Regions from separate parts of the Mus musculus genome. Here region 2 is linked to region 1. A link is a contact called in public Hi-C data. All regions are on one chromosome and are shown on one strand. The core of a region is the stretch at or near the end of the contact, and the rest is flanking DNA. Distances in the headings are between cores, read along the strand shown.

The links. A called contact is a pair of places that touch in the nucleus more often than the background predicts.
Region 2: a contact with region 1 is called in a Hi-C map of cortical neurons, with 2.6 times the contacts expected there. The contact joins two enhancer-like sites. A contact is called at or near these places in 2 of 484 Hi-C or Micro-C datasets (cortical neurons and nephron progenitors).

The regions. Positions count from the first base shown.
Region 1 is chr4:102,510,433-102,513,292 of GRCm38.p6, reverse strand. All of the region lies in intron 5 of Pde4b (phosphodiesterase 4B, cAMP specific), which reads right to left. The region is part of intron 2 of Gm52668 (a long non-coding RNA gene); the gene reads left to right. Among named protein-coding and RNA genes, the nearest start is that of Gm52668, 3.6 kb to the left of the region's middle. Within about 2 kb of position 1,467, at least 242 of the 459 cell types and tissues checked have an H3K27ac peak or open chromatin away from gene starts, as enhancers often do. A contact at or near this core is called in cortical neurons, where this site is marked.
Region 2 is chr4:102,854,892-102,857,751 of GRCm38.p6, reverse strand. The region is part of intron 2 of Sgip1 (SH3-domain GRB2-like (endophilin) interacting protein 1); the gene reads right to left. Among named protein-coding and RNA genes, the nearest start is that of Sgip1, 96 kb to the right of the region's middle. Within about 2 kb of position 1,516, at least 57 of the 459 cell types and tissues checked have an H3K27ac peak or open chromatin away from gene starts, as enhancers often do. A contact at or near this core is called in cortical neurons, where this site is marked.

The sequences.
Region 1 (2,860 bases), core at 218-2,717:
AGCTGCATGTATTTAGTCATTTTGCTTCTTTCTATTTCTTATAACTTTGTTACTTCATGCTGAAATGATAGCACAGGCTTCACTTCACGTGCTTTGAGCGTCACATGCCATCAAGGTTAGCCAGGGATTTCAGCACTGTGCGCATGTTCTGAGAGTCAGCAGAGATGTAGGCAAGCCTGAACAAAGCAAAGGAAGCAGCCGAGCTCCTCCGATGTTTCGGACTCAAGCTTGGGCAATCATTCACTGCTATTTGCTCATTCCATTAGTGTTTACTGGGCATCAGTTAGGTTTTACATTCTTAGTTGGAAGCCCAAAACTAGAGGATTTGTCTATGCATTTGAGATACTCATGCTTCGGTTAGGGAAGAAAACAAGATATTTCAAGTACTATTTTTGAGATTTTGAGACACTGATTAAAAGTTTCTGAGATAATAATTGAATAGGACATTATAGGGACATAATCTGAAGATGTCAGATAAGTAGTCTCAAATGATAAAAATGTACATTCCAGATGGAAATGGATAAATCATGTGGTATTTTCTAAATATATACTATATACCAGGCCTTTTATTGAAAATACATGTTTATTTTAATCGTCACTCAAGAATTGAAGAAGCAAAAAAAACATATACAGCCCTGGGAAAAGAGTCAGTGTGGAAAGATAGGAGGCAGGAGGCTGGCATATTTATCTCACACAACCATGAATTGAGCAATGTAGGGGTAAGGCAATAAGGGAGACAAGGACACATGCACTCACGCACACATGCATGCACGCACGCATGCATGCATGCACGCACGAATGCACATACACTCCCACACATGCACACTCACACACACCACCCAAAATCAAAACAAGACAATAACAAAACAATCAATAATGGGGCTTAGAAGAAGCATGCTAGATCAGAAAGAAGGTTGGGTCAGAACGTGCAAACACTGTGGACAACAAACCACGTTGGAAGATGACCATAATGTTTTGGGTACAGGAAAACAAAGTCCTTTATGCCGGGAGAGAAGAAAAGACTAGAAAGAAGTGGTTAAAGGAGCTGGCTGTCCTGGCAATGAGAGAGAAATGGATGAAGACGGTGCAGTTTTGGTTCTCCCAAGCCAGGAACTGCAGAACAAGGGAACAGAGCAGGGAGGACATGGAACCTGGGTCTCCACGTAACTCAAGAAGGGTTACCAAAAGTTTCAAGTGTCTAGCATTTCTATACACCCCAGTGATAAATAAAGGAAGGGAACCATCCATGGACTGGAGGGGCAAGGACTGTAGTAAGAAGTAAGTTTTATAGCCTGCATGGTAGATGAAGGGAGCCAGATCTGAAGAGATGATGAAGGTAGCTTTCTGGCTCTGAGCCTCAGTGGTAGAAAAGTCCAGGTGTGGAGCGAGTCCTTGGCAGACATTCCAGCTGCAGCTCAGGTAAACAGAGCCTGCAGGCATTCCCAGGAAGAGGCAGCTGTGTCCCGAAGGGCTTTTCTCCGACAGGCCTGGAAGCTGCTACGTGATCGGGCTTGAGGCGGGCAGCAGCTGGGGTTTGGGAGGACACAGGCACGTGGATAGCCTCCTGTGGGTACACTGCTGCAGATGAGACAGCCCTGAGAACCAGTTTGTCTTCCTGGCTTCCTCCTCCACCCTTCGCTACAGAGGCTCAGTGCCACAGCCCGAAACAGCTGCAGAAAGATTGATTCAGAGATGAGGGCTACAGCTTTGAGCCGTGCAGAGGCAGCAGAAAAGGCAATCTGTGTGCCTCTTTGAAGGACGCTGTTTGTTTAAGGATCCAAACGTCAAACAACTTCAGTAGCAGACAACAGTGATTTGGCTAGAACAATGTATGCCCCTGAATTAACATCAAGATGGGCTGAACAGAGCAAACTAGAGACTCCTTTTTTTCAAAGTTCAGTATCTTCCTCTATGGTCTCAATTACAGGAGATCCATTTGTGCACAAAACATTTAGGCAATAATATCTGGGTGTCTTTTGGAGTCTACTGTAACCAAAGAGAAAGAAAGGCCGGAACAAAATGCAAAGGGCAAAAAGAAACTGTTTGGAGACAGTCGGCTACAGTGTAAACTTTTCGTTCTCTCTCATAGCAAAACCTGATGGCTGTCTTTGAAAAAAAAAAAAAAAAGTGTCTGTATCTAGGTCCCTGGCAGTGATTTGCCTCTGGGAGGGCCAGCAATCTATTTAATGACTCCATTGACGTCAATGGCATAACTGAAATACTTACTAACATGCATGATTCCAGCTTTCAGGGGGAGGGGGTGGACAGTGTCTCTCAGCAGCGCGAAAACACGATGTGGAGTCTGTGAGGAACGGACTTGGCTCTTTCTGCAAATGCTAAGGGACTAGATGCTGCTGGTCCCCCAGGTCCTGATTAATATGAGGAAAAAAAACTTTTCCTGCTAAATGAAGAAATTAATTCTGAACAAGGGAACGTGGCCACTAATAAGCAAGACCTTATTTTTAGCTGTGTTTGCTCAAGGGAACAGTTTTTACCATTCTCACTTTAGCTGCCTTACTAATGATTTTGCAGTTAGCCATCCTTAAATTTAGACATATATGAAATCATTGCAAATCATTGCAGGCAGTTCAGCGTCCATGTTCTGGGGTAAATGTTTATAGGATGGCTATTTTAGACAAAACAGGCTCTTTCAAACCATTTGGGGCACTATCTTGAGAATTTCCCAGCTTTTCTGGTATAGTTCTATTTTATGACTTCTATTTGTATATAAAGGCTCTTTATATATGGGTGTAACTGAGCCGATTGTCCCAGAATTCCAGGTTACACACATCATACCGAACACTGAAGAAAATGTCTGCTATTTTTATTTTTCCCCTTTTCTTTTTTGTAATTTCCTTCG
Region 2 (2,860 bases), core at 267-2,766, 340 kb before region 1:
TTTACTTATCTACTGGATGAGGCCTCTGTGTTTAACAGCAAGAGTCTGAAGTCTTCTGGCATTCTCGCTACAAGATGGCGCTTCTGTCTTTGAGTTCTGAGCTTGCAAAAGTACTAGAGTGGCTTGATTTCCCATGTGGTTTCTGTTTTCTTGATTTTTCTTTTTTGTACATTTATTGGGATCTTTATGAACTCCAGGTTTTAATTTGTCCTTTCTTTTCACTTTTTTGTTTAATGTAATTTATGGGAGTCTTCTGGTCAAATGGTTTCTGCTTGGATTTCTCCCTCATTACAATTTTTTGGGTGAAGCAAACTATATATTCAAACATGGCGATTTATGGCAATCTTGGTATACATACAGAATAAAAACAAAACAAACAAAACCAACCAACCAACCAAAAACTTATGTTCCCAGTAAGGTTCGGAGACAGGGACACCAGGGTACTTTAAGAAAAAAAAATGCAGTTTACAGTGTTTTAGAGCTGCTAGAGTTAATAGTTAGGTAAAAGGAGCTGGTGGTGACGATGCACGTCTTTAATGCCAGCACTTGGGAGGCAGAGGCAGGTGGATCTCTGTGAGTTTGAGGCCAGCCTGGTCTACAGAGTGAGTTCCAAGACAACCAAGGCTACACAGAAAGACCCTGTCTTGAAAAACAAGCAACCCTCTCCCCCCACCAAAAAAAAAAAAAAGAGAAAGAGGAGGAAGAGGAAAAAGAGAAGAAGAGAAGGAGGAGGAAGAGAGAAAAGAGAGGAGGAGGAGGAGGGAAGATCTTCAGGGAGCGATGTGAGCTATGGGAGAGCCCCAGTATGTGAGTTAGAAGTGTGAGGACTAATAGAGAAAATACAAAGGAAGAGACTCAGGAAAAGAGATGGAAAAGCCTGTTCAGGCAAGATTCAGACCAAAAGGAACTATATAAGAGAGATGAAAAGGTGTGAATTAAAATAACAAAGAAAATTAAAATGAAATGGGAAGTATACCACTAGCTTGTACTTTTCTTAGGTGGGATAACATGGCTGCCCCCATTCCTTTGTTAGTTTTTTTCTTGTAGCTGTCCCTACAGATGGGGAGTGAGGTCCTGTTCTCAGTGATCCAGACAAGTTGGACTTAGATGTCCCCCCTTGTGAGTGAGTGAGCGTCTGTGCTGGGGACAGCTTTCTGTTAGAATGTCCTAATGGGGGACGATGGGGGCTGCAAGCCATCTAATCCCATCTCTTCCCGGTGTGCTTGGAAAGCCTGCTTTCCATTCAGGCATTAGTGTTGAGGGGGCGCTGGCAGGCTTGTGTTTACCTCTGTGGCTGGACATTCTTTTCCTTTGTGATTCCTGGCCCCTTCCCTGATGAGTGACCCACAAAGTCTGAAAATGCATTCACGGGCTGGGCAGGACCGGGCCTGGGTCAGCACAGTTCTTGTGTTCCCATGCTGCTGTTCATCTATGGTCTTCCACACATTCTCCGGGACAGCCACATGCCGTGCTTGCAGAAGACTGCAGCTTTAGGCTCCCGCTGGTGACTCAAAGCAGCTCTCTGTGTGTGGGTGCTAGCTGATGGCTGCTTCAGGCTGCTTCCAGTCGGAGGATTCTGTGGATCTCGTTGGCTTTTGCTTCTTTCTATATACTGCCTTTCTTTCCTTTTGTGCACACTCTCCAGCTGCCCTACCATCCCCTCTGTGAGTTTCTGACGTTTCTCTATTCTTTCTCTTTCAGAATTAGACAGACGGGTTCTTCACCAGGACACACAGAGGCAGCTTTTAATTCGCCATTTTCTACACAATGCCAAATTTATACTGCATTCCATAAGAGAACCAATCAAGCCTTAGACCTGTATTTCATTTTAATAAGTTTTCTTCTTTTCTTAATGAGATACTTTATATTGGATAAATTCTATTTTAAACCTCGTTATTCATCATCTTTGTGTGGCCTCTAATTTTAAATGTTGGTTTCCTGGAACGGTTGCCATTTCTCTTTAATGGTCTGTCTGGGTTACAGATCTTTCCCGTCTTTTCTAGAGCAGGGTTCTGTTCTCAGCCTTGCTTACATCAAGGCCTTCTGCAACTTGCTAACCCCGGCTGGCACTGATGTCTCATCTCTAGAAGTGAGGTATTGTTACTGACCTTATTGAATTATGTGAAAATGAAGGATAACAGGGCAGTCACATATTCTGCCACTTAGCAAGGCTCTCCCTCCCTTCCTCTCTCTATCAGCCTCTCTAATGATGATCAAATCAGGAAGCTCTGGTTTTTGCCCCACTCTCTCTGAGGAGGTTCAATCAGTTGAAGTTGATGCTGGCTGCTACCCTAGCGTTGCCTAGCAACCCTAAGCAGGTTGCAACAATTCTGAAAAAGGCCCGGCACCAACAAGGTCTCACTGATTGCAGGCTAATATAAGGATTATCTAAAGCTGGAGGGACAGCACACTGCCCGAGCGTTCTATGAACCCTTTTGTGTGGATGGTTCCTTCTCCAAGTATGATCCATGATTCAATTTGAGAACAGGGGTTCATGAAAACAAAAGCTTTCCCAAGACAGCCTGTCCTTTAGCCATCGCTGTTGGGGGGAGCCAGGTTATTAATTTGCTCTCCTGTAAGTAATTCTGTACTCAAGAGAAGTTAAGTAAAGACACTTGAGACTCTATAAAGTAATGCCTCATTAGAAGACCTCAGAGAGACGGGACATCTGAGGCAAAGGTGTGAGGAATAACTTACTTTAATAGACTTGGCAATGGGAAAGAAAGGCTTTGGCCACATACAAATTAGCTGAGCTTGCCCTGGGGCTCATTTAGCCCCCCTCCTACTCTCTCTTTTTCTCTCCCACTCTCTTTTCTTCTCCCTCTCCCTTTCCATCTCTTTGCCACCCTCCCCCCCGCCC